2 separate regions of the Gossypium hirsutum genome follow, and region 2 is linked to region 1. Evidence: chromatin contacts called from public Hi-C data. All regions are on one chromosome and are shown on one strand. Each heading gives the region's core, a stretch centred on a gene start, on an enhancer-like site or on the middle of the called end of the contact. The rest is flanking DNA. Distances are from core to core; before and after follow the strand shown.

Region 1 (3,928 bases), core at 81-2,580:
AATACTGTATGTATAACAGTACCAATATTTCATGTAGTTTCTGTGCCCATACACGATGCCCTATCCTTGTAATCACATGGTGAGGCTTGTTTCCTTAAAATTTTATTTCAAATTATAGTAATGAAAATTTGAACTCTTATGCAACCAAGCAAAAGCAGCCACATGCAAATGAAAGAAGTCTCAATGCATTCTTTCACAACTAACCATGAAGTTTTTTCTTGCCCACAAACAAAATAAAATAATACAGCACAATCAAATCATGCCCTTTCAAACTTGATTGCAGCATACACCCATCCTAGCATATTAAACTTGTCTAACTATAACTTGAAAAATGTTCCACAAGTTGATCCCTGGTAGTAATAATAGTGGAAAAGATGTTGATGTTCAATGCAAGTTTATCAGCAAATTTTCCATAATTTCTGAACCCGGCCTCGGTGTCCTAATGCCCAACCACTCTCCAAGTTTTATACTCATTTGCTTAACAAAGAGCGCAAAATCCATTTTCATTCAACCTTTCAAATCCTATACATTCCCAAGGTTTAAAACTATAAAAACAATCAATTCCAAAATGTCAAAACAAAACATAAAGCAATAGCCATCTTTGGACTAGTTTTTCTGGCAAAGGAATGCTCTTGAAGAAGCTGAAAACAACCAAACAAGCAGCCTAGCTAAATCCTGATCGTGTTCTTCAGGTATTCATAATACATGGGTATGCTGATTCTTGTTAGAAGGTCCCAATCCCAATGAACAAACCAAGTTGTTATGCAAAGAATCAAAGAAAGGAAAAAGATTAAAGAGAGATGTATAAAAGACCTAACATCCTAACAACCCAATCAGAAACAAGAAAGGCCCCTACCAACAAAAGAAAGAACAAACAACACCCTAGGACTGAACCGAGAGACAACCAAATTCAAAGCCCCAAAACCTAACTAAATCGAACAAAGAAAGGCAACAAGCTGCAGCGATCATATCCAAAAACTGGAACACATAAAACAAAAAAAGCCACAAATATATCCAATGTCGAACACCCGATAGCCCAAAATCGACCATCAAAACATAAAATTACCAGGCATAAGATGTTTGATTACTTTTCAAACAACATTAGGAAGAAATACTAAAGGTGGAACAATGAAAAGGGCGAGTTGGAAAAAGGAGGAGGTTCCAAGGGAGTTTAGGAAGAAATACCCTAAAGCCTCAGCAACGGGTTCATTGACAGTGAAGGGACTCAAGGCATTGCAAACTTGCGCTAAGAGAGAGGAACAGTTATGCTTTGACTAGTAAGGATGAAATTGCGAGTGAATTAGGTTTGATGTGGGGTTAGATTATACTGGTATGGATTCACATCATTAAAGAGAAAAGAATGGATAAAATGGTCCTATATGTCACTATAGACTGATGGGGGTATGAGATACCCCCAATAGGACTGAACAATGTCACTACAGGTAATGGAATTATGGAACATTCCCAAATGTCAAATATGTGCTCGAAGCACTGTTACCTCAAAACGAAAACTCAGATTCCGAGCAGTAATATTAGACTATGCAGAACAATGGCTTCTCAATGTATGCCTATTCGCAAAGTGTAAAAGCACAAACAATTCCCACCCCTCATGATACGAGTCACAAAAGCCCAAATTCTTGAAGGCGAGGCCCAATAAGAAGATTCCAAGCCCAATCAAGAAATCCACCCATACTTAGTTGAAAATCAGGCCAAATTGTTAAAGTGGCCCAAGTTGTAAAGTTTTATTTTTATTTATTTATTTATTTATTTTATTTAGTTTAAATTTTTATATTCAGTCCAAGAGTCCCAAATAAAAGACCCTTGGCCGAATTTCCATATTAAAATAATTAGGAGTTTTTTTTAGTTTTAGTTTTAGTGTTCTAATTAAATTAGGAAAACATTTGAAAGGCCTATTTATATGGCTTGGCCAGCCACCCTACATGACATTACAATTACATTGAAAATTTCAGATTTGATTTGAGTGAAAATTCTCTTTGAGTTCTTCAAGGATTTTCTCTTGAGTTTTCTTTAGAAGTTGTTTTAACAATCTTTTTGATTGTGGGAGCCATCTTCAACCTTCTTCTTGCCATTGATATTCTTTGGAGGGGAGATTAGAGCCGTTTGAAGGGAGTTGTGAGATCTTTCGAGATTTCAAGGCTTCTTAGGACTTATCTTTTAATTTCTTACTGTCAATTCTTTCTTTATTTCTACTTGTGCTGAATCATTATCTAATCTATTTTCTGTTCTTATTGTGTTTTCAGCCTTTTTCTATCTTAAGGAATCAGCCCAAAAATCCCCAATTTCTAGGGTTTTTCCATACTCTTTTTGGGTGAAATTAGATTGTCGAAATTTGGGGAAAACTATCTTGGTGTTCAATTGGGCAGAATCACAATCTCCTTGAGGGTTTCAAGAACCCTAACACTTATTTCTATTCTCAATTTGATTCTTTGCTGATTTGGGGATTTTATTTCAGATCTGAAAATTCAAAAATCTAATCTTTTAATTTTCTGTTTCGTTTCAGATCTAATTGTTTAGGGTTTTCGTAGGAGTTTCTCGTGACTTGGCAACTCGATCTTGGTCCGCGCGCAACCCCGTATCATTTGGTATCAGATTTTGGGCGTTTTGGGTGTTCTTGGTTGATTTCTAAACTGATCTCTATTTTTTAAAGCATAAACGGCAGTTTTACCCAGAAAAATTGTTTAAAAAAATTCATTTGAGTGGGTAAACGTTGTCCGATTGATCTGAAATTTTACATACATATTTTTGGCACTGTGATTGAATATAAAAAATTTATTCCCGCAAAAAAATCAGTCAGAAAAGTCAAAAAAATAAAAAAATACGAAATTCAATAAAAATTTAAAAAAATATTTAGCGGGTTGAATTTGGTGCCCAAAATTTCCAGATCAAAAATTCAATATATAAGGACACTCCAGATTTAATTTCGTGATTTTTGGAGATCGGTAACACCTCGAACGAAGTTGTCAAGTTACTCCGCAGTTTTTCGGGTTTTCTGTTTTCAGCAATTTTTATTGATTCTTAGCTGTAGGTTTTCATTTGTTTCCCTTTATTCTTCCTTTACGTTATCTAACACCTTCTTGTTTCTTGTGTTAGTAGGATTTAAACGTGTGCACAACTTCTTCCTCGGTGCAACACGAATCAATTGGTGTCTCGTCAGTTTTTGGCATCCTAGTGCAAATTAGGATTCTTTGGTAGTTTGGTTCACACTCTCTAATTGGTTGATATAAACTCTGATAAAGAACTCACAAGATTGAATTCGACCTCATTGAGAATTTGATTTTTTCTTTTTGAGTGATTAACGGTGAGGTTTGATAACTTTTATTTTTGAGTGTTGAGTGTTTTGCAGGTTTTAAAAAAAATGTCTACAGGTGATAATACTAGTGACATATTTAAAAAATTCCAACAACAGTTGGACGAACAGGCTGCTGCACTTCGAGCGTTGACTGCTACTATCAATGAGGTGCGGTTGAATCAAGAGCCTCAATATCGAGATCAAATTAAAGACGATGTGGATAACCAGCCTCCTGCTCATAGGCGCGCTCCTCGGCGTGTCCCTAGAACTGATTATGATCTTCATGATCGTGGACAACCCTCTTTGGCAAAACCAAAGAGCGAGCAGCAACGAGAACATCTCTTTCATACTCGCTGCCATGTACAAGGTAAGCTTTGTAGAGTTATTATTGATGGTGAAAGTTGCTCGAACGTAGCCAGCACGACGATGGTGGAAAAGCTTTGCTTAACCACTACCAAGCATCCACGACCTTATCAACTACAAGGGCTTAGCAACGAAAGCCAATTTAAGGTCACTCAACAAGTGCGCATCGCCTTTTCTATCGGTAAATATCAAGACGAAGTCGTGTGCGACGTAGTACCTATTCAAGCCTGCCATTTATTGCTAGGAGAACCATGG
Region 2 (3,745 bases), core at 346-2,845, 170 kb before region 1:
CCTTATTTTTTAGATTTCGAAATTGAAGACTAATTATTAACATTGGTAAAATTATTTTGTTAAATTTAAGGTCATTACAATGCTATTTTTTAATTATATGATTATTAAGTGATTTTTTTCTTTTAAAATATCACATTAAAAAATTTTAAAAAATTAATAATATTAATAATTAAACATAAATTTAAAAATTTAAAAAATAAAATATTAAATTCTTAAAAATAAAAATAAAAAATTAAATTTCGAATTTGTGATGATTATGGGCATATTTTAACCTTTTGTTAGTGTTCGTGTTCTCTCTGTTTTGGCTGCTTCTGATGAGTTGGAATTGCATTGGGAGGGAAAAGCGAACTGTATGGGTGAGAAACTTTTAGTCAAATTATGCTATTAGACCTCATACTTTGAGTAAGTTATGGATTTAGTACTTACATTTTAATTTGGTCATTTTCAATCCTAACCAAATGATAACTATTAAATTCATTAATTAAGATAAGTTATTTTTAAAATTTAATGTGCCAAACATATTATCACAGGTGTAATGCTATATATGTTTGTTTATTTCACATATTACTAAAAACCCCAGTTAATAGATTTAATGACTCTCATTTGTATTAATAGTGAAATTTTGAAATTAAAAATTATAGCCAGATACAATTAGTGAACATGGACTAAATATATACTTTATGCATAATAAAGGACTAATAACATAATTTAACCAAACAAATTTAATTGCTACCATTAAGTTAGGACTAAAATTTCAAATTTGAGAAAATATAGAAACTAAAATTAATCAAATTAAGGTATAGGTACTAAATCCATAATTTATACAAATACAGGGCCTAATAGTCAAAACTTTTTGTTTGGTTTCCCAAAGAAGTTGGCCAAAAAACACATCCCATTGAGTCTTTGTTTCTTCTAATAATCTTTAGTTTTTAGTATTCCTTGGACAGGGTTGCGTGTCTTTTCTGCGACTTAAAAACAATAAAACTTAAGATGAAAAACTTAAAACTCTGCTTCATAAAAATTTAGGGTGAATTTGATCAAAAGGGAAAAAACCGATGGTGATGAATTTTTATTTTTGTTTATATATTTTGAGAATCGTTTAGATTTGTATATATTTTGATATTTACTTTTGAAATTTTAAAATAATAATATATTTTATTTTTTTTAATTTTTTAAAGTTTTATATATATTTAAAAAAATTATGATAATAGGAGTAATTTCTGTCCAATCTCATAACCCTATTATAGGGAAAAAAAAGCACTAAAATAGTAGATGAAAAAGAATAAGTAGAAAAGAACATAAATATTAGGTTGGGGGAAGTATCAAATTTATAGACCAAATGAGTAATTAAGTTTAAAAATTATTTTGCAATTTGACTGGATGAATAGTGTATTTAACTAAGTTTCGTTTACCTTGTCCAAAATGTCTAAAATTATAAATACAAAATAAAGTTTTCAAATTACGTGTATCAATTAGCAACTTAAAAAGTATGTTTATTATTTTAAAGAAATAATGATATTGACCAGCAGATTCTAATATTATACAGGGTGATTAAAATATCTAAAGCAGTGGGAAATTGAACAGTTGAAATGGCAGACAAGATAGTGTTCAAAGTCCGATATATATAGAGAATTTCTTGTTTTCTTTTTTCTGGATAGGATATAACTTCTTGGGTTTTTTTAATCTATGCTCTCTATATATAAAATAAAGAAGGCATAAGCCATTCCTTACCAAACACGTATCAATAAAATGTTTTTGTTTTTACAAAATATAGTAATGATTAAATTTTAGTTTCTTTCCTTATATTACATTTAAATTTTATATTTAATTTATATTTTTTAATTTTTAGCGTAATTTAAAATTATAATTTTAGAATATCATTAGTTAATATAAATATTTATTTATTAATATAATATTAATGTGAATTTTTAAAATTACAAACAATATTAAAATTCTTTTTTAAATTTATATAGAAGGTAAAATAAGGCTTAAAGGCCGTTTCTTTTTAAATTAGGGTTTTGAGCCTATTTTAAATTTAATTATGGATATAAGCTAGTTTTGCTGTTCAGCTAACAGTCAAATCCCAACGATTTTTTGAATGTTGCCACAAATGGTAAAAATAAAAAATAAAACCTCTAACGATAACCTTTTTTTACCTTATAAATATCCCTTAAATTTCATTTTTTTATTCACATTCTTCTCTCAACTCTCTCAATTCTTTCAAATCCTCTAAAGTATCTTGTTTCTAATTGTCGAAACCATTTTTAAATTATTTTTAAATCGAGTTTTGGAAAATGGGAATTGACTTTAAGAAAAACGAAAATGGGAGTCGCCACGAATTTTTTTAGGTGTGATTAGATCACCTTATAAAATGTTTTGTTTTAAAACATTAATTTTGGTCTACGAAAGTCGAGAAAACAGATTCAGGAGTCGGTTACGTACGAGGAAGGGTTAGCACCCTCGTAACGCCCAAAAATTGGTACCTAATTGATTATCAAGTGTCTTTAATGTCAGAAATTTGAAAGTTTTAAGATGCAAACCTCTTTTAATTAGAATGTCTCAATTTTGAAAACTAAGGCTCACTTATTTCAAACGAGTCAAAACATCACATCCAGTAAGTTAGGACGCAACATTTTAAAACCTTCAAAACTAAACTCGTCTTTCGAAAATTTCTATCTCGAAACAACAAAACGCCATATCCAGTAAGTTAGGACACTATGTTTTGAAATCTCGAAATAATTGTTTAAGTTTTGAAAACTCAAAATCACTTAGAAGGGTGCTTGACTATTCGAATTCAACGAGAAAAGTCGCAACCCAGTAAGTTAGGGCACTACCTTTCTCGAAGTTTCCAAACATCAAGCATTGCCTTTTATTTTTTTAAAAAACCTTGATATATTATTTTAAATGACGTTTTAAGATGACATATTAATGCATCATGAAGCATAGATGTACAAAATATTCTAACATTTTCATACAAACATAAATAATATCATTAAGACAAAACTAAATAACATGAACATACGCTTAATAAAAAAATCATACTAGGGTAAATATAAGATAATAAAAAAATAAAAACATGAGTAAGCTAAAAGAAAAACATAATACATTTAAAAATTATACAACAATATATATCATAAAATAGCACATAAAAGAAATAATTAAACATAACATATAAAAAAAATAAAACTATGCACAAATAAGATAAATGACATACACTAAAAAAATGAATAAATATAACATTTACAAATTATAAAAATATAATGCAATAGTTCAAAATACATGAAATGATAATATAATATATATACATGCATAGAAAATATATATTTGAAAATAAACTATATAAAAAGGTTAAATATTATAATATATAAAATACATAATCAAATATATAAAAGATAGGAATAAATATACATATTTGAAAAATGTAGAAATTAAAATAAAAAAAGGGTTGAAAAACTAAGATAGATGAAGAATAAAATAATAACAAACCACAGAGAGTAAGAACGCAAGAGGGAGAGAAATTTGAGTGAATGCTCTCAAGAATTCTTATTGCTTCCCAAAACTCAAGTGATCTACAATGAAGGGAGAGGCCTCTATTTATAGTTGAACCTCCTCAAATCCAACGGTACAGATCAATTACATCAACGGTTAAGATTAAAAGGTATCTACAAATTAAATCTCTAAGATTACAAAATCATATCTTCTAAGATTGCATATCATATCTAAGATTGCAATCATATCTAAGATT

What was found. A called contact is a pair of places that touch in the nucleus more often than the background predicts.
Region 2: a Hi-C map of leaf shows a contact between it and region 1, with 2.3 times the contacts expected there. The contact joins two enhancer-like sites. A contact is called at or near these places in 5 of 34 Hi-C or Micro-C datasets (all in leaf).

Annotation. Positions count from the first base shown.
Region 1 is chrA10:92,041,928-92,045,855 of Gossypium_hirsutum_v2.1, reverse strand. All of the region lies in intron 5 of LOC107896742 (ras-related protein RABC1), which reads right to left. Among protein-coding and RNA genes, the nearest start is that of LOC107896742, 12 kb to the right of the region's middle. Within about 2 kb of position 1,330, at least 2 of the 9 cell types and tissues checked have an H3K27ac peak or open chromatin away from gene starts, as enhancers often do. A contact at or near this core is called in leaf, where this site is marked.
Region 2 is chrA10:92,209,466-92,213,210 of Gossypium_hirsutum_v2.1, reverse strand. No RefSeq gene overlaps it. Among protein-coding and RNA genes, the nearest start is that of LOC121208995, 19 kb to the left of the region's middle. Within about 2 kb of position 1,595, at least 3 of the 9 cell types and tissues checked have an H3K27ac peak or open chromatin away from gene starts, as enhancers often do. A contact at or near this core is called in leaf, where this site is marked.